Regions from separate parts of the Mus musculus genome. Here all the other regions are linked to region 1. A link is a contact called in public HiCAR-type, HiChIP or PLAC-seq, Micro-C and promoter capture Hi-C data. All regions are on one chromosome and are shown on one strand. The core of a region is the stretch at or near the end of the contact, and the rest is flanking DNA. Distances in the headings are between cores, read along the strand shown.

What was found. Promoter capture Hi-C pulls out the DNA fragments that hold promoters and counts their contacts. Hi-C and Micro-C count contacts between places; a contact is called where the count stands out from the background. HiCAR-type assays count read pairs that join an accessible place to other places. HiChIP or PLAC-seq counts read pairs in DNA pulled down with a chosen protein or histone mark.
Region 2: a promoter capture Hi-C map of liver shows a contact between it and region 1, with 4 times the contacts expected there. The contact joins the promoter of Fsd1l here to the promoter of Klf4 in region 1.
Region 3: a Micro-C map of embryonic stem cells shows a contact between it and region 1, with 15 times the contacts expected there. The contact joins the promoter of Ptpn3 here to the promoter of Klf4 in region 1. A contact is called at or near these places in 1 of 39 promoter capture datasets (embryonic stem cells), 1 of 484 Hi-C or Micro-C datasets (embryonic stem cells) and 2 of 115 datasets of contacts at active chromatin or transcription factors (astrocytes and embryonic stem cells).
Region 4: a Micro-C map of embryonic stem cells shows a contact between it and region 1, with 2.5 times the contacts expected there. The contact joins the promoter of Epb41l4b here to the promoter of Klf4 in region 1. A contact is called at or near these places in 1 of 39 promoter capture datasets (pre-B cells), 1 of 484 Hi-C or Micro-C datasets (embryonic stem cells), 1 of 115 datasets of contacts at active chromatin or transcription factors (pancreatic cancer cells) and 1 of 9 other capture datasets (embryonic stem cells).
Region 5: an H3K27ac HiChIP or PLAC-seq map of embryonic stem cells shows a contact between it and region 1, with 6 times the contacts expected there. The contact joins the promoter of Tmem245 here to the promoter of Klf4 in region 1. A contact is called at or near these places in 2 of 484 Hi-C or Micro-C datasets (embryonic stem cells and olfactory sensory neurons), 4 of 115 datasets of contacts at active chromatin or transcription factors (astrocytes, embryonic stem cells, memory CD8 T cells and 1 more) and 2 of 9 other capture datasets (embryonic stem cells and liver).
Region 6: a contact with region 1 is called in a promoter capture Hi-C map of embryonic stem cells, with 4 times the contacts expected there. The contact joins the enhancer-like site here to the promoter of Klf4 in region 1. A contact is called at or near these places in 1 of 39 promoter capture datasets (embryonic stem cells), 1 of 484 Hi-C or Micro-C datasets (embryonic stem cells) and 4 of 115 datasets of contacts at active chromatin or transcription factors (astrocytes, embryonic forebrain, pancreatic cancer cells and 1 more).
Region 7: a HiCAR-type map of fibro-adipogenic progenitors shows a contact between it and region 1, with 9 times the contacts expected there. The contact joins the enhancer-like site here to the promoter of Klf4 in region 1. A contact is called at or near these places in 22 of 39 promoter capture datasets (the 3T3-L1 cell line, 3T3-L1-derived adipocytes, the C10 cell line and 12 more), 5 of 15 datasets of contacts at CTCF or cohesin (the NIH/3T3 cell line, hippocampal excitatory neurons, large pre-B cells and 2 more), 64 of 484 Hi-C or Micro-C datasets (the 3T3-L1 cell line, 3T3-L1-derived adipocytes, the AML12 cell line and 43 more), 29 of 115 datasets of contacts at active chromatin or transcription factors (the NIH/3T3 cell line, Th17 cells, astrocytes and 18 more) and 2 of 9 other capture datasets (liver and macrophages).

What each region holds. Positions count from the first base shown.
Region 1 is chr4:55,530,775-55,534,512 of GRCm38.p6, reverse strand. It overlaps Klf4 (Kruppel-like factor 4 (gut)), which reads left to right and starts at 2,038. Exons shown (of 5, transcript NM_010637.3): 1 at 2,038-2,646; 2 at 2,763-2,883; 3 at 3,530-3,738. The coding sequence starts at 2,642. Gm12506 (a long non-coding RNA gene) reads right to left here and starts at 1,803. Exons shown (of 5, transcript XR_390585.4): 1 at 1-1,803.
Region 2 is chr4:53,629,841-53,633,578 of GRCm38.p6, reverse strand. It overlaps Fsd1l (fibronectin type III and SPRY domain containing 1-like), which reads right to left and starts at 2,108. Exons shown (of 13, transcript NM_001195284.1): 1 at 1,967-2,108. The coding sequence starts at 1,981.
Region 3 is chr4:57,298,440-57,302,177 of GRCm38.p6, reverse strand. It overlaps Ptpn3 (protein tyrosine phosphatase, non-receptor type 3), which reads left to right and starts at 1,809. Exons shown (of 26, transcript NM_001384115.1): 1 at 1,809-1,897. Gm12536 (a long non-coding RNA gene) reads right to left here and starts at 2,439. Exons shown (of 3, transcript XR_003955208.1): 1 at 1,868-2,439; 2 at 1-407.
Region 4 is chr4:57,141,077-57,144,814 of GRCm38.p6, reverse strand. Epb41l4b (erythrocyte membrane protein band 4.1 like 4b) reads left to right here and starts at 1,659. Exons shown (of 25, transcript NM_001355492.1): 1 at 1,659-1,967. The coding sequence starts at 1,662. It overlaps LOC108168956, which reads left to right and starts at 164. Exons shown (of 2, transcript XM_017320489.1): 1 at 164-209; 2 at 824-1,557. The coding sequence starts at 164. The coding sequence ends at 1,557.
Region 5 is chr4:56,945,462-56,949,199 of GRCm38.p6, reverse strand. It overlaps Tmem245 (transmembrane protein 245), which reads left to right and starts at 1,771. Exons shown (of 18, transcript NM_001369260.1): 1 at 1,771-2,355. The coding sequence starts at 1,789.
Region 6 is chr4:56,845,331-56,849,068 of GRCm38.p6, reverse strand. It overlaps Ctnnal1 (catenin (cadherin associated protein), alpha-like 1), which reads left to right. Exons shown (of 19, transcript NM_018761.3): 2 at 1,070-1,259. Among named protein-coding and RNA genes, the nearest start is that of Ctnnal1, 18 kb to the left of the region's middle. Within about 2 kb of position 2,173, at least 46 of the 459 cell types and tissues checked have an H3K27ac peak or open chromatin away from gene starts, as enhancers often do. A contact at or near this core is called in embryonic stem cells, where this site is marked.
Region 7 is chr4:56,683,346-56,687,083 of GRCm38.p6, reverse strand. The region is part of intron 5 of Gm34687 (a long non-coding RNA gene); the gene reads left to right. Among named protein-coding and RNA genes, the nearest start is that of Gm26144, 6.2 kb to the right of the region's middle. Within about 2 kb of position 1,718, at least 30 of the 459 cell types and tissues checked have an H3K27ac peak or open chromatin away from gene starts, as enhancers often do. A contact at or near this core is called in fibro-adipogenic progenitors, neural progenitor cells, neural stem cells and 2 more, where this site is marked.

The DNA of each region.
Region 1 (3,738 bases), core at 789-3,288:
TCCTAGGTAAATAAAAACCACCGAGCTGAAAGAGTTTAGGGCCCTGACTGACTTTATGTGTTTACATCCTCATCTAAGTTCATCGAGGGTTTGAGACCTTGGCCTTAAAGTGGCTCACTTTACAAAGTAATGCTCAATCCTAGCTTTCCAAGCCAGAATTTTTTTCTTTCTTTCTTGACACCACAATGGGGGCGAAGGGGTGGGAACAGGTGTTCTTTTTGTTGTTCCTTTGTTTGAACGAGTAATATTTTCAGAGTTAAACTGGCCTAGTTCCAAGGGAATGGGGATGAACCCCTCGAGGTCACGTGAAGGGGGAGCGCCACTTTCCAGGCGAAGTCGGGCTCTTCCCCACCCCTTAGCGCGCCTAGTCCTCTGCCAAAACCAAGAGAAAGGATGAAAAGTCCTTCCTCAAAGGCTCCCAGCTCGAGCCCTGCCTTTGACAGACTGACTGGGCAGCCCCACTTCATTGGGAAGAGATGCATTCCAAGAGCGCTTCTGTGGTCGGCCAGAAGTGGAAAATTCAGGATGACAAATATTCCGAAGAAAACTAATATAGGTCCCAAGGATTCCGGGACTCAAACAGGTGAAACGACAGAGGACGTGGCACCGACGCCCCGAGAGGAGCGAGTGCACACGCTGCCTATGCTGGAGCATCGACCCCCTTTCCCGAGTGCCTTTCTTCAGTCCCCGCCCTCAGCTGTCTCCGCCAGGGTTCAACCATGAGGGCGGCGGAGCCCAACTCTGCTCCCCAATCCAAAATAAACACCTAGCCTTAAAAAAAAAAAAAAAGTAAACCTAGTTTAGCGAGTTATACTGAACACCACACTCACGGTTTTTGTTTTGTTTTAAGTACTTGGTAGAGATGAGGGCGAAAACCTTTCCCGGCTGGAAAATTACTGAGGGTAGTGGGGAATGGGAAAAGGAGTAATAAGACTAAAACAAAGACTGCCTTTTCCCCTCCCGGTAGGCAAGGGCCTGAGGTGCCACTTTGGAGCACTAGGGTCCCATTGCAGCGCTCCTCTTCCCAGCGCAGGATCACCTCCCAGTGAAGTCCCTTTGAGTGGGTTGGCTAGCTCAGAACCTAAGTTGATGGGAGCGAGTTGTCCTATGACCTTTACCTCGCCGCTTCACCTCTTTATGACTCACTTCTCATCTTCAAAATGAAGAGTGCGAGTGCGTAGCTTGTAAAGAGCTTTGAGATCCCTGGTGAAAGGTATCTCCGCGCCTCGGTCCCTCTCCGCGTTCCCACTCCCCCACCCCCAATGTAAATCTGGAACGCCTTCCTTGTTCCTTCCATTATCAAGATGACTACGTGCCCAATCCCGGCCGCTCTCTTTCATAGCAGGCGCGGAACCCCTTCTCCTAGCTTCTGAGATTCCTAGCGCCCCCCCCCAATCACCCGGCCCTCACCCCCACCCTACGGGAGGCCCCACTGGCACCCGCGCCAGGCCAGGCCCTGCGCCGACACGGCCCGGCGTCTGCGTGCGTATGCGAGAGAGGGCGGGCTGGATGAGTCACGCGGATAATCGCGCTCTCGAGTGCGCAGACGACAGGACAAGCGCGTACGCGAGCAGGGGTAGGGGCGCGCCGCCTCTTCCCCCCCACACACACACACCCCCAACCTCCTGTCCCCCGCCAGGGTTCCCGTGGCAGGACTTTCGAGCCCAGGGAACCGACCGTGGCCGCCCAGAGGACCCCGAGTAGCGCGGCCACGGGAGCCACGCCGTACTCCCAGCGCCGGAGCCGCCGTCGCCGCCACCGCCGCCGGCGTCAGCACGGCTCCAGCCCGCCAGCTGCCTGGCTGGCGTCACGGCCTGGCCCCGCCCCGCCCGCGCCCCTCCCTCGCCCCCGCCCCCACGTGCGCGGAGTTTGTTTATTTAGCTACCATGGCAACGCGCAGTGGGGGCTGCGGGAAGGCGGGGAGAAGAAAGGCAGGGGGCGGGGCCTGGCGGCGGAGCCCCGCGCGCCGCCACAGGGAGGAGGCGGGGAGCAAGCGAGCGAGAAGTTATAAGTAAGAAGCGCGCGGCGGCCGCCGGCAGTTCCCCGGCCAAGAGAGCGAGCGCGGCTCCGGGCGCGCGGGGAGCAGAGGCGGTGGCGGGCGGCGGCGGCACCCGGAGCCGCCGAGTGCCCCTCCCCGCCCCTCCAGCCCCCCACCCAGCAACCCGCCCGTGACCCGCGCCCATGGCCGCGCGCACCCGGCACAGTCCCCAGGACTCCGCACCCCGCGCCACCGCCCAGCTCGCAGTTCCGCGCCACCGCGGCCATTCTCACCTGGCGGCGCCGCCCGCCCACCGCCCGGACCACAGCCCCCGCGCCGCCGACAGCCACAGTGGCCGCGACAACGGTGGGGGACACTGCTGAGTCCAAGAGCGTGCAGCCTGGCCATCGGACCTACTTATCTGCCTTGCTGATTGTCTATTTTTATAAGAGTTTACAACTTTTCTAAGAATTTTTGTATACAAAGGAACTTTTTTAAAGACATCGCCGGTTTATATTGAATCCAAAGAAGAAGGATCTCGGGCAATCTGGGGGTTTTGGTTTGAGGTTTTGTTTCTAAAGTTTTTAATCTTCGTTGACTTTGGGGCTCAGGTACCCCTCTCTCTTCTTCGGACTCCGGAGGACCTTCTGGGCCCCCACATTAATGAGGTAGGTGAGATGTTGGACTTGGGAACAGAAAGGGGTGAGGATTGGAGGGAAGCTTCGGAGCAGTGGCCAGGGTGTCCCCTGACTCCTGGTCCCTGTGCGCCCCGCCCGGCCCGCAGGCAGCCACCTGGCGAGTCTGACATGGCTGTCAGCGACGCTCTGCTCCCGTCCTTCTCCACGTTCGCGTCCGGCCCGGCGGGAAGGGAGAAGACACTGCGTCCAGCAGGTGCCCCGACTAACGTGAGTGTCGCGCTAGTGCCCTGTAGATTTCTGCAGATGGGGTGGGGTGTATGGGCGGAATCCGGGGGTCACCAAGAGTCCTTGGTTAGGACAAGGATTGCCCTCCATTGGAACTCTACAGCCTTCCGAGGTGGCTCCTCGGCCCTTGAGTCGGCCTTAAGTGCGTGTGGTCCCGGCACTGCGGTACCGCCAGGGGCGCACAGCGGTTCCCCACTAGTCTTCGGGCGTCCGGACCGTGGGGTGGGCGCACTCAGTCCACTATATTTTAGGTGGACAAGTCTCGAGACCCTTTGGGCCGGAGTGATCGTAGCGCGTGGGCGACCCGGTGGCTATGGTGCATGGGGAGAAAGCCACCGTGTCCCAGTGTCCCAATTCCGTGGGCGGCTGGAGCGTCCCGCGGATCTGGCGGGGAAGAGGACTGGGCTGGTGGAGCGACGGCACTAGCTTGCAGGAGAACGAACGCGCCACCTCTTACCTTGGTGTTAGCTGAGATTGCAGTGTGGCCCCTGGAGTCCCCGAGGCTGCCTTCCTGTTCTGTCCAGTTCCTATAGCAGGGTGTTGGTGTGCTTCACCCAACAAGTCAATATTAGGGGTGGCAACAGGGTGCTACAATTAACAGTTTCTCTCTCCCTCCCTGTTCTTGCAGCGTTGGCGTGAGGAACTCTCTCACATGAAGCGACTTCCCCCACTTCCCGGCCGCCCCTACGACCTGGCGGCGACGGTGGCCACAGACCTGGAGAGTGGCGGAGCTGGTGCAGCTTGCAGCAGTAACAACCCGGCCCTCCTAGCCCGGAGGGAGACCGAGGAGTTCAACGACCTCCTGGACCTAGACTTTATCCTTTCCAACTCGCTAAC
Region 2 (3,738 bases), core at 859-3,358, 1.9 Mb after region 1:
GTATGACCAGAGAGCTGGCTCCTCTTAATAACTCACAACCCAAATCCCTAGGCCTTCCTTGCCACTTACAGCATGTCGCTACTTTCTTTATAGACCTGGGGACCATTTCTGCTACCATTTTTATGTGAACATTCTACAACAGGAAATAGTCTGGAAACCTCATGCTACAGGTGCACTACTGTCTTAGATAATAGACAAGAATACCCAATTAGTTCATTACTATTTGTAGCTAGTAACTAACTGACTCTGCAGCAAACCGTAAGAAAATGAAGCTCAGGTTGACAGCACGAGTGCTAATTACAAACATTAGACCTAGATATCCATCAGAAGCCATAGCACAAGCTCTCCTCGCTAGAAGATTGCTTGATACCTCCACCAAAATTTTAATATTGAAAAGTTGACTTTTCAGAATTATCCAGTACATCAACACCAGTAAAAGAACAGCTAACTCTTCACTACCTCTGGGGAAACTACTTATGGGATCCTGTGGGTGCACAAATACATTGTCTAAAATGAGAAAAACCTGGTTGAAACCATGTTTGTCCTTATAGAACTCACAACGTCAAACACTTGATTCCTCAGTGTCCCCTGATAAGATGATCTACATTGAAGCACTTTTAGCATTTTACCATGCACAGACTATTTTAGTACTAATTATTCATAAACTTGAAAATACTGTTTTCCGAATGGAGTATTTTATCCAGACTTTCTAATAGTATATTCTTTTCTTATTTCTACAGAACAGAAGATGAAAGAGAGGAATGTGCGCTGCATACAGGTAGCAAACACACTGCACCCTGAAACTCATCTTTCCGGATTCTCCAGGCACTTGCTCTTCTTCCTTTTGACCTTTGCTAATGCCCACTTAAATATCACATGATGCCTTTCCTCTAATAAGTCATGCAATGTTTTATCAGCCTAACAGAGAATCCTTTAAATTTATACACACTCAAAATACACATTCTTAGACATACTAGTAATCTCTTTAAAAGATACTATAGTATAGTTGTGGAAATAATAATTGGATATACCCAAATGAATGGGTCTCAAGGCAAGCTCAGAAAGATGAATCCAGGTAAGAATTGCAGTTTTTCTCTAACTCTTTCTGGCACTTTCTATGCAATAATAAAAAAAGAATGGCCTCTTAGAAATGCCCTTGTTTTCCCTGATGTATTATTAATAACACTTGTGTTTTTCTTTCCTATACCGCAATGTATTGCAATTACACTATAACATAACAAAGATAGCAAGGTGGCTTACTTTTTTAATACAGGAATTACTACTGAATATTAAAAATTCAGTTGCAATTGTATTCAGTGCACTATTTGCTTAATTAAAAAAGGCTATTGTGTAACTCTTTCCTTAAACTTGTTCTCAAAGTACTAAACATTCCGAAACAAGACTACTGGCCAGCCTCACCAACTGAAGGACGAGGGTGGGGCAGCGGCCCTGACAACTGCCTTTTTCCTCAATTAGGCAAACACTGAGATCTGCTTATAAATAAACCACTAGCAAGGCAGTGGGCAGATGTACAAAGGAGATTCAGTCCCCGGACCTACAGCGCAGAGACCATGCTGAAGACACGGTGGAAGAAAAGAGACACCAGCTTCCGCGCGGGCGGGGATCCCCCCACGCGAGGCCGAGCCTTGGTCCTCACTCCAACCGAGGAGGGACCCACCCTCGGAGCACGCCGCGGGCAGCGGGAAGAAAGGGGCCTAGCGCCCGCAGAGGGCGGCAGAGACCCGGGTGCGGCTCGCGGTTTCCTCCCCGCAGTGCCTTCCCGGAGCCAAGAGCAGGACAGAGGTCGTCCGGGGTCCCGGGCGCGGCCATCGCTCCCTGCGGGCTCTCAGGTCCCGTCGGGTCGGGTCGGGTCGGGTCGGGTGGGTCCCAGGCCCGGCCTCGTCCTCCGCGCCCAGCCCCGCGCGCCCCGCCCACCCTCTCGGCCCCGCGCTGCGCCCCCGCTTACTTTCTGCGAGTCCATGGCTAGGGACTAAGCCCTCCGGGCCGAACTTGTCACCGGAGCTGAGTGAGAAGCTGGAGGAGCCTTAGAGACCCGCTACCTCTGCCGCCGTCAGCCTTGTCCCGTCCCGCAGAGATCCCGCCCGTCCGCGCCCAACCCGCGCGCGCGCCGCTACCGAGCCGCGGTTGCCAGGGTGAAAGGGCGGCCCGCGGGAGGGTGGGGTGCGAGCGCGCCACGCATGCGCATGCGTGCGCCGACACCCGCACCGGCGGAGAGGATGGAGCGCTGCCTGGCCGCCTGCGTCTTCCTTCTGCAACTGCTTCTTTCTTTGCATCCTTTTTCCTGTGCCATCGCTGCGGGCCTTGCAATGAACCATTGGGCACCCAGCAGCCAGGTCGTGCGGAGAGCCTGGGAGCTAGCTCAGCCCGGGACGCATCCTTCACCTGCAGCGTCTCTCCACTTAGCCTTGGTAGGCCAGGCCCAGTGATCCAGCTGGAATAAACACGCTAGGATGGAGAGGCCGCGGAAACATGTGGAAGGGTCTTCAGGGAGCGTGGTGGAAACCTTAAAGGGCTCTGGGACAAGGGGTAGAAAGAAGTTACAGATACGTGGGTATGGGACCACATGGGCTTTGTTGCCTGGTCAACCTTGCCCTACTAGTATCTTGCTACCTTGTAAGCAAGTCTTTTTCCGTGACCTGTGTCATCAATGAAATAGAATGAATGCAGACCTCGCAGAGGACAGCTTAAATCCTGTGTTTGAACTCCCCAGAGCATGGAGTAAATGAGAGTGGGACAGCACATTAGAATCTGCTCAGGACGGGTGGAGCTGGCAGTGCAGACCAGAAAGCTTGGGGAGAAGACTTGGAAAGGTTCTCCAGAAAGGCAGGCTTCATCTCCATTTAGGTGACTCAAGAAAAATTCTTCTGGGTGTTCACATCCTAATGGAATAAAAGGGAAACGAGTATGAATGAGCCTTACGAACCGGTTCTGCCCTTCTACACAAATCCTCAGTGAAAAGGCCTGCTTCTCAAAGAGCTTACAATCTAAGGTGGGAAATGACAATACAAATCCATGAGGCTGTTAGAAGAAAAGTTTGTAAGAGAAATCAGGGAGGAGGAAGATAGATCAGTGGGCAGACATGAGTACCAGAGTCTGTATACCCAGAACCTGGTACCCACATAAAAGCCAAGTGACCACAGACACACACCAGCACACAGGTGCCCCCACTTGTGTGCCCACACATTGTAATACCCTCGACCAAAGCACACACATGAAAAAATTAACAAAGGAGGAAATTGCATGAGGTAAATGGAAGAAATAAAGTAAACAATTAAATTGCACAGAGTTAATAGACTCCGAAGAGGTGGGGTGCAATTTCCTGACATTACGCAGGAATGACCTGGGTAAGGGTTATATGAAAGGGGTTGAGGAAGAATATCTAGTTAGAAGGACAGTTAAGAATCAAGACCTTGGAGAGGCAGGAGCTGTTTTAGATGAATCATATTTACACTTCAATGTTTTATGTTTCTACTAGAGTCCAACGACACTGTGGTTTCTTAAGATCAAAACTTCTTTTACCACACCTGTATTCTGACCTTAGCAAAGAGCAGGCCACACACTGTGCACCCAATAGACCTTTTTTGTTTGTTTGTTTGCTTTGCTTTGCTTTATTTTTTCTGGAGACAGGGTGTATAGTCCTGGCTGTTCTGGAACTTGCTTTGTAGACCAGTCTGGCTTCAAACTCACAGAGATTCTCCTGCCTCTGCCTCTTGAGTG
Region 3 (3,738 bases), core at 560-3,059, 1.8 Mb before region 1:
TTAGGGCACAGAGAGCGCAAGGCTTTGGTAGCAGATCACACAGCAGCTGGTAGAGGACACTGTGTTCAGTCAGCTGTCTCTGAATTTCAAGTCTTCCCACCATGCTTGGGGGAGGAGGGTGACCCAGTACTCCCTGCAGGGAAGTAGAAGACTGACGGCCAGGTGGGACTCAGTGGGCAGCTTCGCCAATCCCTCTGGGGGTTCTTCCTTCCGGACGCTGGGCTCCCATGGCTCCGAGCATGCCCAGTGCTCTCCCCGCCACTCCGAAAAGTGCTGCCCTGGCGCCCGAGCTCCAGGTTTTGCGTGCGATCCTAGGCGGGGCCAGGACAGTGCAACCCCTAGGACTCCGGGCTCTGTAGGAATTCCCCGGACGCGAGGTTCTGGCGGCGCCTGCAGCGGTGCACTACCTTGGGACAGAGACCGGGATCTAAGCCAGGAAGTCAGGCACGGCTGAGGGTCTCGTGGTGACATGGGAACAAAAGGTTCTCGGGATATCTAGCACCCAGGTCCGACCATAGAATCCTAACCATCTCTCCATCCTTTTGTTATCATATTCATTCAACAAAACGTTTTTAGTTCTTACTGGAAGCCAAGCGTCGTTTAGAGGCTGGGTCTCTTGAGAGGCGGAGTTACCGAGCTGACACAGAGGGGAGGTACTCCTTAAGGGGGAAATCTAAGTCGCGAGAGACAGCCGGCAACATACTCCAGCAGCCCCTCCGCTCGCCCTTCCGTTTCACGGGCACAAAGCTTGCGCTCGTTTTGTTTTGAGGTTTTTTTGTTTTTGTTTTTGTTTTGTTTTTGCACCGGCTTTATCGTCCCAAGAAAGCTTCCTTGTTTAGCTGCGTGACTGAATGGTATTTGTCACCTGATCTGGTTGTTCCACCAGCTCTCACCGGGCCACCCCCTATCTTTCTTGCCTGGCTCCTTTCCCCTGTTCTTAGAATTTATCACCTAATACCCTGCGTTGTTTACGGACCTGTTGTTTGTTGCGAGAAAGTCCCTTCTAAACTCCCAACAAGGGGCAGAGATTTTGTCTATATATTAAGTGTGAAGAACGTAAGTAACTGTTGAATGGATAAGTGATACATGCTTGGAGTGCGGTAATGGACTTGGAGAGGGAGCAAGAGGTCAGGGCTAATTTAGAAAGGTAGCCAGAAAGGTCTCTCCTACAAGAGGCACCTGAATGGTGAGAGGGCTCGAAACACCAGCAAAGCAGGGCAAAAGACGTCCTACCTCGAGGGAAAGGCAGTGTAAAGGTCTCCAGGCGGGTCAAGTTCAGAGGGTATGATGGGGAGGAAGGTGCAGTCGGAGCGCAGGAAGACAGGTGTGGGAGGAGGCGGAAGAGGCCGGCTGGAACGCCCGCCACTAGGGGCCCTATAGGCTTTGGGAAGGGCTAACCTGCCTGGTGTCCTAGGACCAGCAAAGGAGCCCTGCGACCCCCAACTCAGCCACGGAGCCGCTGGAGTCAGCGAGACCCCCAACTCAGCCACGAAGCCACCGCGCAAGGCTCGCTGTCATTTCAGATTCGTTGAGCGCCAAGCCCTTGCCATTCTTAGGCATGCAATCCGGGAAAGCCAGGCACACAGTAGGTGTTCAATAAATGCTAAAAGCACGAATGGCTGCGTGCGTGAGCCAGGGGACCTGGAGGTCTGCGGGAGTTTGGCAGGTGGTCTGCGGAGGCCAGTGGCAGCGTCCCACGAGTTTGCCCCGGGCCCGCCCCTGTCCCGGGTCCCCCGCCCCGCGCGCGGGCCCGTCGCGGCCACAGCCGGGCCGGCGGGAGCCGCCCGCGGGCTGCACTGGGCATGCTCAGACGGCGGCCAGGTCGCGGCGCGAGCGAGCTTCAGTGCCGCCCGCCCGCGCGACCTACCTGGGCGCCCCGCGCCCCCGGATGCTGCAGGTATGGGAGACTGGGTCCTCTGCGGGGAGGGTCGGAGCGCGGGCTGCTGCGATCGCGGACACGCGGGGCTTACCCAACCCCCACCCGGTCCGGGGCTCGGCGGACACGCGGGAGGACTAGCGGTTGAGCTGGTAGCCCCAGGTCTCCGCGCCACGTCGGGCATCCGGGGGGCGCAGGCCCGGATCACCTGGCGGGGCTGGGGCGGGGCGCGGGCGTGGGCGGCAAAAGGCTGGGCGTTCTGGACGCAGCGGCGCGGGCGTGGGCGTGCGCTCCAGTCTGGCCGAGCCCTGGGCTTGGCGCCGAGGTATCCGCAGCCCGGCAGAGGGGGCGCACCGCTGCGGGGATCCAGCTCTCCGCGGTCCCCGAAGCTCAGCCACCCGGGGCGAATTCCCCTTCAGATTGCAAAGATGGCATTTCCTGGGCCTGGCACGAACTCCAGTGCCAAACCAATCCGCCCCGTTCCGCGGGCGACCGGGGTGGCTTCTCTGGTAACTTGCGGTGTGACACTGCTGCGTTGTGCAGGGAGAGAGCGCGCCCGGAAACCCCCGCCCCCGGTTGCTGCCTCCTAAACTTATTACGAACTTGAGGGTTGCCTTTAAAAAATTCATGAGAAGTTAAGATAACTTGACACCTGGGTGTTCCGTGAAGGTACAGGGAACTTGTGGTTGGGAAACTCTAGACCTAGGTTCAAGTTGGGCTCTTCCCCTTGGCCAGCTGGTGACCTTGGACGAGTCGTTTAACCTCTCTGATCCTCCATTTCCTCCACTGCACGCAGGCAGCAATAATGCCCACCTCGCCTGGTTGGTGGTGGATTAAGTAGGATAAATGGTGTGGAGGTGTTTGGCTCCGTGCCCGGCATAAAGCAAGCGAGCAGTTGGCGTGATGTGATTTTAATTCAGTTAGAGACCCTCATGGCTCCCATTTTGTCAGGAAGGTAGAATTAGGCAGTCATTTTCTGGGTCTGTGTTTGTGCCCAGGAGAACGTCTGCTGAGGCTTTGAAAAAAGCAACTCCACAGAGCGGTGGTGAGCTGCTCTTGTTTAATGGCAGTCTTTGTGAGTTCCGAAACTCCAGAAGTTGACACTCGGGCCTCACAGAAAGAACTATTTTTGCAAGATGATCCATCTTGCAAATGTCGAAGCGGATGAATTGGAAATCCTGGTTGGGAAAAAGATGCATATTCTGCAAAGCTCTCATGCTTAACCTTATGTTTTTGGATTGGGGAGCGGGGGTCTCTTAGCTTCTCACAGCGGGTTTGATCGTTCTTTGTGGTGGCTGCTCCTTGTGCATTACAGAGTGCCCAAAAGCCTCTGCTCAGTAGGTTCCAGTAGCAGCCTGCTTCCGACCGTGCCTACCAGGAATGCCTCTATATAGTGTCTGGGTTGAAGTGCCTCACCACCTCCACCCCTCCCCCACCCCACCCCCCGTGTCGTCCCTCTTTCCCCTTTTAGTAGAATTAACTGAGTGAGATAGCCTCCGCCTTCTGTGTAACCTAGGCTAAATGAGGATTTCATCTGGACTTTTGTTTTCTTTTTTTTCAATGATAATATCGAACCTTTGCAGTCACCTTGCAGAGCTGTGCTAGGTATGTGGACTATCTCATTTCAGTTTTACAGGTCTCCCTCTGAGACTGGTGTCACGATCCCATTTTATAGAGGAAGACATTGAGGCTCTGAGCAGGCAACTGTACCGTCCTGGGTATGACTGGGATGGAGGAAACCATGCTTCTGGTTCTGGGGGCAGAGCTTTTTCTTCTGGATAAGACTGCCATGTGTGTCTTACACAGATGTCTTTCCCGATGATTAAATCAAGATCTAGATTGTATTGGAAAACGGAAGCCTT
Region 4 (3,738 bases), core at 410-2,909, 1.6 Mb before region 1:
AGGAGTAATGAAGATGCAAACGGTGAAATCTAAGACAATGCCTGGCTTTCAATAAATGTCTCTTTTGGAATGAGTCCTACATTCACCCCCTGTCTTCTCTGTGTGCTTTGCTGAGGTCACTGCTTCCCCAACTCTTTCTTAAACTGTCATTTGCTTGCCAACCATGTTACAAGCTCCACCAGTAGCTCTGGAGCCCAATGAGTCTGTATGTCAGTCTCTTAAGCTCTCCAAAGCTCAGTTTCCTCCTTTGTATGATCCAGGTAATAACCTGTACGCTAACAGGCTAAATTAAGACATATGGAAAGGGCTTACCGTAATGTCTGGCACAAAATTAGGGCCTGATAAACAGTAGTGTTATTCTCCCCAAAGGCCTGGCCTCCTTTCAGCTTCATTTCCCACATTCCTTTCTGCAACACAGGACAACTCACTTGTCTGTGGGCAAACCCTGAACCTGTGGGCATTGATTGTTAGCAATTCGCTGTCTCCAGTTTGCTCCATGTGCCCTATGCAATTCATTCTTATGTTCTGCTTCGCTTCCCAGGAGTCTGTCCAACCTTGACCAACCTTCTCAGTAGCAATAGCTTATGCAGGACCTTTCCTTAATTCTGGGCATGGGCGAGGTCCTTGAAGCAGGGTGTCTCCAAAGGAGTATGGAAAAGTACTTCCCCTCCTCGCAGGCCTCAATTTTCTTGTTTGGAACGGGTCCGTTGGACTGGCAGGTTAAAGCTCCAGCCAGGGTTGAGATTTTAAGCAGATAGAATTTCATTAAGTGGCAGGGACCTTCTAGGTCGCCTACTCCACTTCTGCAGAAGGAGAAACTGAGTACGGTTGGTGTTTTGTTTTTGTTTTTGTTTTTCTTCCAGAAAGAGCCGTGTTTTTCTTTGCCCTAGGGGTAAGACTTCCCTGGAAGGAGACAGTCTTATTTTCTTCATCTGGTCAAGCAGGAGGAACTCTTGGACTTCTAGGGGGTCCTGCGCGCCCGGAAACACGTGTGTGCTCACCTACGTGTACGCACGTGAGCGCACCTACAGCAGCAGGGGGCGCTCGGGCCGGCAGGGGGCAGCACAAGCCCGGCGCAGCCCCGGGGGAGGAGGGCGTGCTGCAGTGCCGGCGGCGGCGGCTGGAGGTGCAGCCCTCCCAGGTGGGAGGCGGGGGCTGCGGGCGCAGGAAAAGGCGCCCCGGGAGCGGGCGCTCGGCGGGGGCCTCCTCGGGCCGGGCGCGGCGCGAGTGGGAGCGAGCGCGCCGGGAGCACGCAGGCGCTTTGCTCCGGCTGGCCCTCGGCCGGCGCGCGGCGCGGGAGCAGCCCGCAGCCGGGTCCCCCCGCGGCGCTCTTCGCGGGGCAGCGGCCACGCAGCAGCCGGCACCGACCGACCGCCCCAAGCGCGCGGCAGCGACAGCGGCGACAGCAGCGGGACGGTCCCCCGGGCCGCCTGTGCGCGTTCTCTCCCGCGCGGCTACTCTCGGCGGGCGCTGGCCCGGCCGACGCGTCCCGCGGGCGGCCGGAGCGCGGCGGCGGCCTCGGCTGGGGCGGGAGCGAGCCCCGGGCCGCAGCCCGCGGGAGGCGGCGCGGCGCGGCGGGCACTGACGGCGGCGCCGGGCGCTCCCGGGCGGCGGCGCGGCGGCAGCGCAGGGGGCGGAGGCAGGGGGCGCCCCCGGCCAGGATGCTGCGGTTCCTGCGCCGGACCTTTGGCCGCCGCTCCATGCAGCGCTACGCGCGGGGCGCGGCGGGGCGCGGGGCCGCCGGGCTGGGGGACGAGCGCGACGGGGGGCCGCGAGGGGGCCCGGCTGCCGCCGCCAGCTCCTCGGTGCTGCCCGCCGCGCCCGGGGGCAGCGTATTCCCGGCCGGCGGCGGGCCCCTGCTCACCGGCGGCGCGGCTGTGCACATCTCCGCCTCGGGAGCTGCCAAGGCCACCCTTTACTGCCGTGTCTTCCTGCTCGACGGAACCGAAGTGAGCGTGGACCTGCCGGTGAGTGACGCGGCGCGTGCGGGGCACTAGCAGCCTGCTCTGCTTGGGTCAGAACCCCCTGTCCCAGTCTTTCTTTCTCTCTGGGAAGCTACCCGGGCTGTTTTTTGGGGACCCCTCCCCCATCTTCTGCCAATCTTCCCCAGCCATGAACCCTCCCAGACCACCAGCCCGGGTATGCTCTGGGGCCCAGTCTTTGGCACCTTGCAACCGCAGGGTTGCGGCGCCCTTCTTTGGCGACCACCTAGGATTTTTGTGCCTCACTCCTACCCCATGCTATCCCATGCACACGTCCCTACGTCCCCTCCCCTTGGCGCAGGTGGCTGGCATTCCCTGCCAATGTTGGCCTTCGGCTGCTGGATTGAGTAGAATTTTTCAAGCGACGCAGGGCTGTTCCGGGGTATCCCGCTTTGGGTATCAGGCCTTGGTGGAGAAGAAATCCTTGCCTGCTGCTCAGCAGGTGCCCCAAGTTTGGGAAGAGGCTTAGGGAACAGTTTTGCCGCTCTGCCTTCTCCCGATTCCCCGTGGATGGCCCCCATAGGGAGCCTATCCCAAAGTGCTCCCTGGCTCACAACCTCGCAGGGAGTGGAGCGACTTGGGAGCCAACTCAGGCCAGGTCCGCTTTGAACGGAGAGATAAGCCTTGGCGTGCTGGGAGTTGGCCCCGGTCCCCTCTGGACTGGCCTACCCACTCTCTCCCACACCCGGCAGTTTGCGTGGTTCGTTCAGGGCATCCCGGGGTGGCAGCACCAGGGCCTGCGTCCGGTTCACACACCCACAGGTGGTTGCACCCGGGCCCAGTTCCAGTGGCAAGCTAGGCCAGCGCCAGTGTCTCCGACAGGGAGTCCAGCCGCCAAAAGAGCCTTTTTGGCCGAAGGGGCCAGTCAGATCCTATCAAACGCTGCACTAACGGGCGCCCACTGCGCTGCGGCAGACGGTGCCTTCGGGAATCTTTGGGCATGACTGAAGACACCGCAGTAATTGAGCTTTAGATGAGTTACAGATTGTCCGGAGTGTTTAGGCCTCCGGACAGTCTGTAACTGGGTGGTAGGAATTCGTTGGATTTAAGGAGAGAACACTTAACCTGTAAGGGTTTCAGATGGGAAAAATCAGCCTCGCTAGCCTAGGCTCTAATGCTGCTTCCTGTGGGTTAATTTGGAGACAGCTTCAATTTATGGTAGTTTCATTTTTGTGGTTCCTGTGCTCTATAGGAGAGCATTTTGTCACAAAAATATCCTCGCGAGGCCTTTTCATAGAAAAGGTGCCAACATTCCCCAGCCCAAAGCTGTTGTCTTTTAAAAAGCATGCATGTCACCGCTCCCCAAGAATGAGGCTCGCCAGCTCTGATGCAGAGAGGCAGCCTGCGAGTCGGGGAGCAGAGGCTAGGTGAGTGGGCAGCTTGGGTTGAGAGAGGCTGTGGCGCAGTTTGCATCTGGCAGAGGAATGATACCCCCGGGAACTTTGTCGGTGCTCCCTGCCTGGTAGTTTTCGTGGCTGTTCCCCAGGGATAATTGGCTTATAAAATGTATTGCTACTGTCAGGTTTGTGCGACAGGCTTAAGTGGTGTTTCTGAGATGAAAAATTGCAAACGGAGTAAAGTGCCTGTGTGCTAAAGAGATCCAAACAGGTACACAAACGAACAGGTTGGGAAGCTGACTGACTGCAGCTGGTGGGGTCGTGGGGGATGGGAAGAGTGGCCTCCTAAAAGGCTTCTCCCCCCCCCCCTTTTTTTTTATAAAAGGGCACAGAAGAATTCCTCCATCTCGGGTTTCCTT
Region 5 (3,738 bases), core at 522-3,021, 1.4 Mb before region 1:
CATAGTTAGCAATGTTTCTTCATATGGAAACTACCATATTTATATTAGAACAGAAAGAGAAGACACGCTGAAAGTAATATGAAAGTTTACTGAGAACAGGAAATAGCTATCTCTTATGGTGGACTCCTCCCACACTGCGTACTCCATAAAGATGTAAAGGCCAGCTCTCTCTTTTTCCCTTCCTCCCTCTCTCCACTTATATCTCTTCCTTCTGTCTCTTTCCCAAATAAAAATCCTCTTCACTGTATTTTATAGGAAGCAGGCTTGGATCCCAACACTTTTTCCTTAGGGCGGAAGAACCCCCGCACTGCTCAGGGCTTGTTCTTTTTCCACAAGCACCCTGTAGTAAGAACTCTGATTTCCATTATCCCTTGCCAGAGAGAGCATTGCAGTGGGGAGCTTTGCTGACCTGACCCCCCAGGTACTAAAAGCAAAGAGTGGCTGTTTAACATTCTGCTATAGGTATTCTGAGGTATTTAGATTGCTCCCATACTGAGGCTCCTAAATCTGTATGAGGCACAAAAGGTTAATAGTCACAGCACATTATGGTTCTCTAAGGAACTTTACATGTGAGTATAAGAAAAGTTCCCTAGAAATTCAGCCATGATTACAGAGTCTGTAACATTTCAGCTGCTGCTGTAACCCAGGTGTCATCCATTAGGAATCTAGGAAGTGAGGAAGGCAAGGCTTGCCTTGTGTGAATAGTATTCTACCCAGCTGGAGGAAGAGGTGGAGCTCAGAGGTAAATTAGCAGGGATGGGAGGAAATAGGGCATTTCTCCGCGGCCCTCAGAGAGAGAGTGGAAGGGCTTACACGCTTAGGAAGACATGTGTGAAGCTCGGTATATATACACCGTTTTAATATCGTTTTCCTGAAGTCAGTCTTCATGTTTGTATCTACCCGTGTTGAATTAAATGGGACAATCACACAGTTTACCACTGATCTACACCCATAGCCTTTCAATAGATACTATCAAAGGGCTCCTAACAGGATCCCCTGTTCAGTTCAGTTAGCATAGACAGAAAAACTACAGAATAAGCGTCCACAGTGTTAACCTGCTTCACCTACTTGGAAGCTGTACGAGGCCAGGTACTTAATTTCTCTGCGCCCCTTGTTTTCTACAAAACAAGACTAGTAGCATCTCTGTAGGGGTGTTCTAAAGATAAAATGAGTTGGTAGGAGCCAAGCACCTAGACCAGGCAATAGCTACTTAAAACCCTGTCATATACATAAGAGAACACTTTAAAACGTGTTTAAGAGTGTGTATTATTCTTCCAAAGGACCTGAGGTCTATTCCCAGCATCCAAATAAGGCTGTTCACAACCTCCTGTAACTCTGTCTGTGGGGATTAGACACTTCTGGCTTCTTTGGTCACCCACACATGTTACATACACACGATTAAAAATAAGTATTTATTAAATAAATCAGTTAAACTAAGTCTGTGCATCAGTGTTTTTAGACATACAGCTTGTGTTTTCCATCTCTGAGTCTCTTTTGAGATCCTGTCTCCGGAAAAGTTGACATCAATTAAAGTATCCGCCCCCGCTCCCAACCCCATTTTCTTGGACCCCCTCAAAACTTGTTACCTGGTCCCTGTGGGACCATTGGGCCCAAGGGCGGAGGCATTTGCGTTCAGCCTCTTGGGAGTTGTAGTTTCCTTAGGTTCTGGCGCATGCTCCACCGCACGCTGGGAACTACAAAACCCACAAATCCTCGCTGCACCGCCCTCCTCCGCCTCGCGTTCCTCCCCCGCTCGCAGCCCCGCCCCTCGGTCCAGGCAGAGGCGCGATGGCCGACCGCGGCGGCCCTGCTGAGGCGCCCAGCCCGCGGGGCTCTCCCCGGCCAGAGTCCCGGGCCCCGCGCACGGTCGGGCCGGGCGAGACCCCGCGTACCGCGGCGCTGGCGCTGCGCTTCGATAAGCCCATCAAGCAGGCTTTCTACAACACGGGCGCCGTGCTGTTCGTGTGCCTGTGCTGCGGCGCCGCGGTGCTCGTGTACTTCATCCTCGAGGCCTTCCTGCGGCCGCTGCTCTGGGCCGTGCTGTGCGGCACTTTCCTGCACCCGTTCAAGAGCTCGCTCACGCGCCTGGGCCGCCTGTGGCTGCGGCGCCTGCACCGCGCGCACACGCCCATCGTGCTGGCCGCGCTGCTGCTGCCGCTCTGCTTCGCCGACTACGGCGTGGAGGCGCTGGGCGAGCAGGCGCTGCGCCGCCGCCGCCTGTTGCTGCTGCTGGGAGCGGGCGGCCCGCTGCTCTATGGGCTCTACTGCCTGGGCAGCTACCTGGGCGTGCAGGTGCTGCTGGCGCACGCGGGCGCGCTCATCTGCCGCGGCCTCGACTACTTCAGCAGCCTGTGGGTGAGTGAGATGGGGGAGTGCGTGCGAGGTTGGCGGGACCCGGGACGCCGCGACAAGGCGGCCAAAGGTCCTCCAGTGAGCGCCTTCCCACGGCCGAGGGACTTGGCGCGCTTCCTTCCAGAGAGGCGGGTGTGATTTGAAACCCGCCCTCCGCTAGGGAAAAGGTCCTTTGGCTGAGTTCAGTTCTTTCACCCTAGTTTGTGTGTGACTCTGGGCGCTTTCGAGAACTGTATTACTTATGTGGGGGCCATTGCGACCCGGTCTACGTTAGCAATGGACTGCGTTAAAGGAGAGAGATACCAGGTGTCAATCGAGGAACTTCAGAATTGGAAGGAATCGCAAAGATAATCTTAGAGGCGAATTCCTGACTCAGACTACGTCGCAGGCTGGTTAGTTCACATATTTATCGGGCAAGGTTAAAGTGAAGTGGTTATTTAATGCTTAAGAATCTTAAGAATGTTGGTTGGTAAACTACCACAGGGGCTAAGAATGCAACGCTGGAATAGCGAGATCCTAGACAGCGCGAGATCTAGCGTGTATACACCCCATACTATTTCACCTTTATTCACTTTGTTACTGAAAAAGTGAATATGCCCTGAGATTATTAACGTTACAAAGTAATTGCCTTTCTTTGCTAGAGCAGGTTTAAACTTGCCAAAGGTAGATTGCTAATTGGTCCCAGGATCATGAGGTCATCTCTTGGTTCTTGTTTAAAGTTGATTGAAGACATTGTCAGGTACTTTTCTTCGGGGTGTATAGGAGTACTTTTGCGGGGGTGGTGGTGCTGGGGGTGTCATGTGTGCTACTGAGTTGTACCTTCAGCCTCATAAATTAGCATATCCTAATGGAACAGACATACACAGAGGTAAGTGTACACTTCTCACAGTTGTGGGCCACAGGTTCAGTTAGTGTGACCGCCTTAAAGATGAATAGCTTACTGTCAAATCTGTGGCTGTCAAATCTGTTTGTGCTGGGGACCAAACCCAAGTGTTAGTGGGCTTGTGCTGTAGATACTGAGCTGTAGCTCCGCTCCTGTTGTTTACTCTTAAGTTAAATACAGGGGCCCGGAGGTTTTCCACTTGCTGCTCTTCCAGATGTCTTGAATTCTGCCCCTAGCCCCCATGTTGCATCACTGATAAGTCTCCTCTACTTCCAACTTCAAGAGCCCCAGCACCCTCTTCTGATTTCTCCAAGCACCTGCATACACATGAATGTTTCTTACCTATCCTTAAATAAAAATAATAAAAATAAATCTTTAAAAATAGTTTTTAAAAAAGGAAGCTAAAAGCAACTCAAGTTCACGCAAACTCATACATCTAATAAATTGTTGAAATTCCAAAAAAAAGTCAGAAAAAAAAAAGGAAGCTAAAATCAGTGTCCTTT
Region 6 (3,738 bases), core at 924-3,423, 1.3 Mb before region 1:
TCTTAACCAGTGCTCCATTACTTTTTGAGCCATCCAGTGTTTTGTTTGAGACTTTGTTATCATTTCATAAAAATTATTTCAAAAAGAAACTCAGTATACATTTAGTAGTTGGTATCTGTTTTTCAGCTAACATTTTAAAATAAATACTTTGCATGTGCAAATTGTACATGTGTTACTTTTCTAAGACATTTAAAAGATTCTCATTTGTTTTAATGATCCATACATGTCACCCTTTATATTTTACTTCAGGGCTTAAAACTAAATGATAGAACTCTTGGTATATCATGTATTTGGGGGCTTGAAGGACTAGATTGCACTGTTTTTTGTTGTTGTTGTTTTGTTTTTGTTTTTTCAGACAGAGTTTCTCTGTATAGCTCTGTCTGTCCTGGAACTCACTCTGTAGACCAGGTTGGCCTTGAACTCAGAAATCCTCCTGCCTCTGCCTCCCAAGTGCTGGGATTAAAGGCGTGTGCCACTACTGCCCGGGTAGCACTGGTCATTCAAAAGCTGTCAGTGAGTTCAGTAAACTTGTGTGGTCAAGTATCAATTTACATTGCTAGGGATCGAACCAAGGACCTCAAATGTGCCAGGCCAGTGCTCTGCCACTAAGCTACACCTCCAGTGCACACGTGCCATTATGTATAACCCATTTACTGTGTGAGCAGTGGAGTGGAATGCGGTGAGAGGTGCCTTTATGCAGAGCAGCTTAGGTAGAACCGAGGAAAATGTGTGCTGTGAGCCGGTGATTTGCCCTGCCGTGTTCTCAAGTCTTGAAGATTTGTTGGAAGATCTGGAGAGTCTCTGGAAGTGTATGTCCCAGATTACTGCCCTCAGGTGAACTTGTAATCACAATTAATAGAAGCATTGTCCTGGGAAATGATGCAAGATGCTCTGCTTCCTGGCCCCTGGCCTGCAAGGTCTAAGGCGAATGATTTGCTTGGTCTGATATGCTGGGTTTAATTTTCTTGGTCTTTGTGATATCTTTTTTAAAGTTTTATTTATTTATTTATTTTTAAGTATTGAGGTAAAAGTTTCTTCTTCTTCTTCTTCTTTTTTTTTTAATTTTCAGATCACCACACTTATAAACCATAAAGATAATACCAAAAAGTCTGATAAAACCCTGCAAGCGATTCAGCGTGTGGGACAAGCGGTCAACTTGGCAGTTGGAAGATTTGTTAAAGTAGGGGAAGCTATAGCCAACGAAAACTGGGATTTGAAAGAAGAAATTAACATCGCCTGCATCGAAGCCAAGCAAGCAGGTACCTGTGTATCCACCTTGTGTTCCGCTGCTTGCTTGCTGGTTTGTTTTGTGTGTGTGTGTGTGTTTGTTTGTTTGTTTGTTTGTTTTAGGAGGCAAAGTCCTTGCTGACCTGGAACTTCCTTTTGGTGGCCTAGCTGGCTTTGAACTCTGCTTCTGCCTCTGGCAAGCCATTTGAGTCCACACCCAGCTCTCATTTCCTTCTTGAGGCAGGTCTCACGCTTAGCCCAGGCTGCCCTCAAACACAGTCGGAGTCCTCCTGCCTCAGGCTCCCAAGTGCTGGTAGAATGGGTGACATCACTGCTCCCAGCTGTAAATATTTATTTTAGAGACTATTGCTATTTCATTATTCCAAATGTTATGGCAAGTATTTTTTTATTATTTATTTAATTTGAGGCAGTCTCACCAGGTAGCCTGGTTATCCTGGAACTCACTGTGTAAACCAGGTTGGCTTTTAACTTGGAGTGATCCTCTTGTTTCTGGATTCCAAATGCTAGGGTTACAGCTGTGTACCACTACACCCAGGAAAACTTAGGAATTTGTTTTCTAAAATGCTGGGGATTGAACCCAGGGCTGTTTTTTATGCTAAGCACTACCAAGCTACATCCCTGACAAAACACTTTAGGTTTACTTTGAGTTAAGCTATCCAGCCAGAAGGTGGTGGTGCATGCCTTTAATCCCTCACCCCACCCCCACCCCCACTCTGTGAGTTTGAAGCCAGCCTGCTTTAGAGTTCCAGGACAGCCAGAGCTAAAACAGAGGAGTCCTGTCTCAAAATACAAAAAATAAAAACATAAAAAAAAAAATCCTAGAATATTAATGACGTGGGTTGGCTTTTAGGAATGGTGGGGCTCCTTCTGACTCCAGTCCTAAGCCTGAAACACAGGACTCATTCACAACAGTTCACAGTTAGAACGTTGACATGTCATACTGACTGAGGTCGGTGATGCAGAGAAGAGAGGGTGAGAGAGGGTGAAGGATGAAGGCAGGGAGACGCCATGTGAAGCGTTTACATACAAACAGCTAAATGCAGACAGTGCCATAGGGCTACAGAGAGCAGGAACAACAGAGAGCATACTTGCTGATGTGGCTGGATAGACACGATGTAGCTCTTAGCTACAGGAGAGGGAGGACTCTGGGCTTCTAGCCGTTTGTTGGTTTAGGGAACAGCTTTATGTGGGACGCAGAGGAGATGGCCTCACTTTATTTGTAGTTTATATTTTTTTTCCATTATAAAAAAGGATTTGAAGTGGGCCATAATAAAAGACATGTCAAGTGAATCTATTAAAATCAGAGAAAAAAATATACCAGAATCTTTGGCAAAGATGAATATTTAACTAAGTAGTAAATTTATCTTTGTACTTCCTGGAAAGCAAGACGAAAATGGGAGAAAGAAAGGGTTATATAACCCCCATTGTTTGCTGAGAGGCAACAAACCAGTTCGTAAGAGGAGAATCCTGTTTTCCTGGCACCACGTTATTCTCTGGGCACTTATACAGCTTGTTATAGAATACAGTGGGCAATGCAGAGAGAGCAGAAAGACTGTCTCGAATTGTTCCTGTTAGCAGCCCTTGCTGAAAGCAAGAGGGGCGGGGCGGGGAGGGGGGGTGGGATTTACAGGGAAAGAACAGCATGAGGTCCTATGGTCCCTTAGCCTTGTCTCCTTGTGCTTAGTGAGGGCAGGGGTTGGGGGAGGGGAGGAAGTGAGTCGTATGAGCAGGCATGCGCAGATAGCTCCAGCAGAGGATCAGGCAGGTCCCCTCCGGTGGCATGAGCCTCACATACCATCTCTTCTAAATCACTCCATGAGGAGCCCCACCCCAACCGGACACCTCCTGAAGTTGCAGGTAAATAGGGACCTTTCACTGACACGCGCTGTGAACCAGTCCTGAGGGCCTTTGGCTCACTCAGCCCTTAATGGCCTCTTTCTCCTGGGCAGCTTGCATGTGCTTGAGGGCAAGACTACGAAGCAGTGATCAAGACCTAGTGAGTGCTTCAGGTTAACTGTTATATTCCAGTCTGACCTTTTTCACCAGGCCGGGAGACACTGGGCAAGCCACGTTCTCATGGGAGCATGGCACTGGTCTTATTTGTGGAGGATTGTTATATGATGTGTGTGTGCACTCGGCATGAATACGTGTTTACCACGTTTTCACGTCATGATTCTTGCATCTTAGTCTCTCTCTGGTCTCTCTTTACTTTTTGCTTGACTCCCTGCTAAGACTTGTTTTCTGTATGGCAGCTCAGTAAATATTTTTGTTAGAGTGGGTCTTAGTTAGGGTTTCCATTGTTGGGAAGAGACACCATGACCAAGGCAACTCTTTTTTTTTTTTTTTTTAAAGATTTATTTATTTATTTATTACATGTAAGTACACTGTAGCTGTCTTCAGACCCTCCAGAAGAGGGAGTCAGATCTCATTACGGATGGTTGTGAGCCACCATGTGGTTGCTGGGATTTGAACTTTGGACCTTCGGAAGAG
Region 7 (3,738 bases), core at 469-2,968, 1.2 Mb before region 1:
AATGCTAAAATACAATGCATGCACAGGGTATAGTAGTGGTACACTACTGTAATCTCAGTGTTTGGGAGGCTGAGGCAGGAGGATTGATAGTCTGGGGCCAGCCTAGCTGCATAGTGAATCCCAGGCCAGCTTGGACTAAGCAGAGAGAACTTGACCATCAGACAGGCAAGCTGAACTGGGCTGGGGGTGGAGCTCAATTGGAAGAGTGCTTGCCCAGGATATGCAAAACCGTGCGTTTTCTCCTTAGCATCTCTCCTTAGCCAGGTGATGTGGTGAATGTCATTAATCTTAACACCCTCCGAGGTGGATGAAGGACGATCAGAAATTCAAGGTCATCTTCATCCACATAATGAATCCCACATTAGATTGGGATGTGACCCAGCTTCAACAAAACAAAACAAACCCAATCCAAAACAAAACAAAACAAAAAAACCCCAAACAAAACAAAAACACCCTCAAATTACAAACCATAACCCCCAAGCCCCACAAAATAGGATATTTAAATAATATGAAGAAGTATTTTTAGTGTGGGTGAAAAGAGCTGTTTGCAAAGCTGCATGCATAATGCGATACCGTTTCTATAAAGTGTTTTTATATGCATCTGGATCCTAGAAGAAGAAAAAAAGAAAAGGTGCCATTGTGTTATATGCATGCAAAGCAGGCTCCCAGCGATGAATTCCGCTACTGATGTTCAATGTTGTGAGATAGCCTGTCACCGGTAGCAAACAGAAATGGCATCCCAATTCTTTGTATGGAGAGATGCCAAGGTCTTCCTGCCACAAGCCGTGCTTAACCTGTCACTGCAATCAACCAGCCCAAATGACAGCCTGACTCTGTCGGTGTCAAATTCCCACAGGATTCTAGATCTCCCTCGATGTGAGTGGTCAAACCTTTTAAACTCTCTCTCTCTTTTTTTTTTTTTATTTTTTAAACTCTTCTTTTGAGGTATTTTTTTTCTCCCCTCCAGCTATTTGAATGAGGATCTTATTTCTTATCTGGTTGCAGGGCTGGAGGGAAGCCATTCTCTCAGCTCTCTTCATTAGTGATGGATGCATTGGTCTACACATGAGCTCCTTGTCAGTGTCTGCGGTCTCAGAAGGTTAGGGGATGCTGGAGGTTGAGGGATGCGACAGGGGGATGCTGCAGCAGGAAGGATGCTGAGGCAGAGGGGATGCAAGAGTGTGGTGGACGCTGGATGGCAGGCCACTCTGAAGGGCGAAAAGGTGCTGGAGAAGGACAGTGCCCCGGGTCCCAGCTCATTAACTGTTCCTACTCCCCCCCACCCCACCGTGTGAGTAGCGCTTGCGGCTTTGTGTTCTGATTGTTTAATAGGAGTCAGCCTGCCCAGTTAAAATACATGAAGGACACATCAGGGCTTCATCTCCTCATCCGCAGCACTTTGTACTCAGCGTGGCGTTGGGGGAGAAGCTTTGACTTGGGGATTCCCCAGGTCTTCCTGGATTCTTCTGTGTAACTCTGGGCAAGGCAAAAGCTTTTTAAAACTTTCTTTCATCATCTATAAATTGTGTCTAATGACACTCAGCCAATGTGATCTTTAATAAGACTAACGACCTGACAGCGCTAGCCCAGAGCCCGACCCATGGGAGTCTCTCACCGGCTCGGGACTGAAGACTTGACCTAGTGACTCCCTGGGTGGGGCTGACGTCTCTGTGTGGGTGGAGAGGATGCCTCCTGGCAGTAATCAAAATTCACCACTAGGAGGAGCCCGAGCTCCATCATTGATCGTTTTCATGGCCATTTCTCAAGCTTGGCTGCTGGATTCAACCCCTGCAACACTTAATTTGTTACTTAAGAGTCAGTGCCTGGCCTGGCCTGCCTTGCCCTGCCCCTGCCCTGGCATTCTTTTTTTTTTTTTTTTTTTTCTGCCTAGTTCCTCTTGGGGCACCTAAGTCTTGTTGGCTTCATATCTGTGCACACGGCATACATTTGACTGACAGCCAATGCGTGTCTTGATGAGAAGGCTTCTGTCCTTAGCTATGGGAAAAGAGAAGCAGGCCCGGGTTTATTAGCAATCAAGGAAGACATTTGTGTTCCCAAGTGTGCTGGAATACATCTTTGCTGTCTCAGAAGATACATTCTTGGTTCTTATCTTTTTTTTTTTCTTCCCTCTGCTGTTTCTGATATGTTCCGTGAGCTGTAGTGATATATATCCAGTTCACCGTGCTGACTTTGAGAACTGTAAGGGACGAGCGAGCCCAATTTGCCCTGAGATGACGAGACTATCGGTTTGCATGGTGCTAGGATCTTGAGTTTCAAGCTTTCTTCAGGGAAAACAAGATAACCAGGCCGGGCATTTTTTCTCCCCCCCCCCCCCCATTTATTGGTTATTTTATTTATTGTTCTTTCCCAGTTTCCCCTCTACAAACCCTGCATCCCCTCCCCGCTGCCTTTATGAGGATGTTCCCCCACCCGCCTGGCCACTCCTGCCTCAGCGCCCTAACATTCTCCTACCCTGGGTCATGGAGCCTCCACAGGACCAAGGGGGTCCCCTCCCAGTGATGCGCGATAAGGCCATCCTCTGCTACATATCCAGCTGGGGCCAGAGGTCCCTCCATGTGTACTTTTTGGTTAGTGGTTTAGTCGCTGGGAGCTTTTGGGGGGTGGATTCTAGTTGGTTGATATTGTTGTTCTTCTTATGGGGTTGCAACCCCCTTCAGCTCCTTCAGCCCGTGGCATTTGCTAACACTGGTCTAGCACTGACATCTTTCTACTTACCAACAGAAGACCACGCCCACAAGCCCAGTTCTCTGGCTCACATGAGTTGCACAAATTCCAGTTGTGAAGAGGTGCTTCGGAAGACGTGCTGCTGTGATTTATGAGTGTGTGGCAGTGTGACCCTGGAAGCCACATAGAGGCTTTCTCAGAGATTCTAAGCCTTGGAACAAGCTGTTCTGCTGAGCAAGGCAGGGCCACATCAAGCACTCTGGCAGTCCTTGGCTTTGGGGTCTGTGGGTCTCCCGTGCAATCGTCCGGTGTTCTGGGCATTTATTCCATTTGCTAGGAGAGGTGAGCACACACTGTAAAAAGGCAATGGATAGCAGCACAATTGTGGAAGCCAGCGGTCCAGCCACTAGGATAAGCACACCGCCTTCTGACATTTGACAGGCATTTGGTATTGACTTCAGGGAGAGGGCTCATGGACAGGAGAGAGCTGGGGACACAAATGTCAAGACTGGAACAATGCATTTTTAGAAACTGATGGGGACATGTGAGGGAAGGATTGGGATGTACCGGGTACCTGTCTTTAAACACTGCCTGTCTTTGGGGAGGATTGTGAGTGGGGGAGTGCTTGAAACACAGCACACAGCCCAGGTGAGTTACTCTGGTGGACATCTTCATGTGACCATCTCTGCTGGCAGTAAAGATTGGCACAATGCCATACAACAGCTTCATGGTGACCCAGCGTGTGTCTCTAGGCTTGGCCCTGGCTTTTAGTTTCATTTATAAGTCCTTCCCCCCACAATGGAGCATAGGAACCTGTCCTAAAAATGCCATCTCCAGTGTGAGCTGTGCAGGCTGAGGCTGCCAACCTGGTAGGCAGGGCATGGATGACATTCTAGGGAGGTATACCCAGCAGCAGTTTTGACAAAGTAGGGTTTCAGGGGCTTAGAGTTGCAGCTGGTATACAGTAGGAGCTCAATCATTGCTTCCTAGCAAACTGTGGCATGCTGAAGTGTAACAGGAATCCTGGAGTTTATGAGCCTAGGACCACAAACA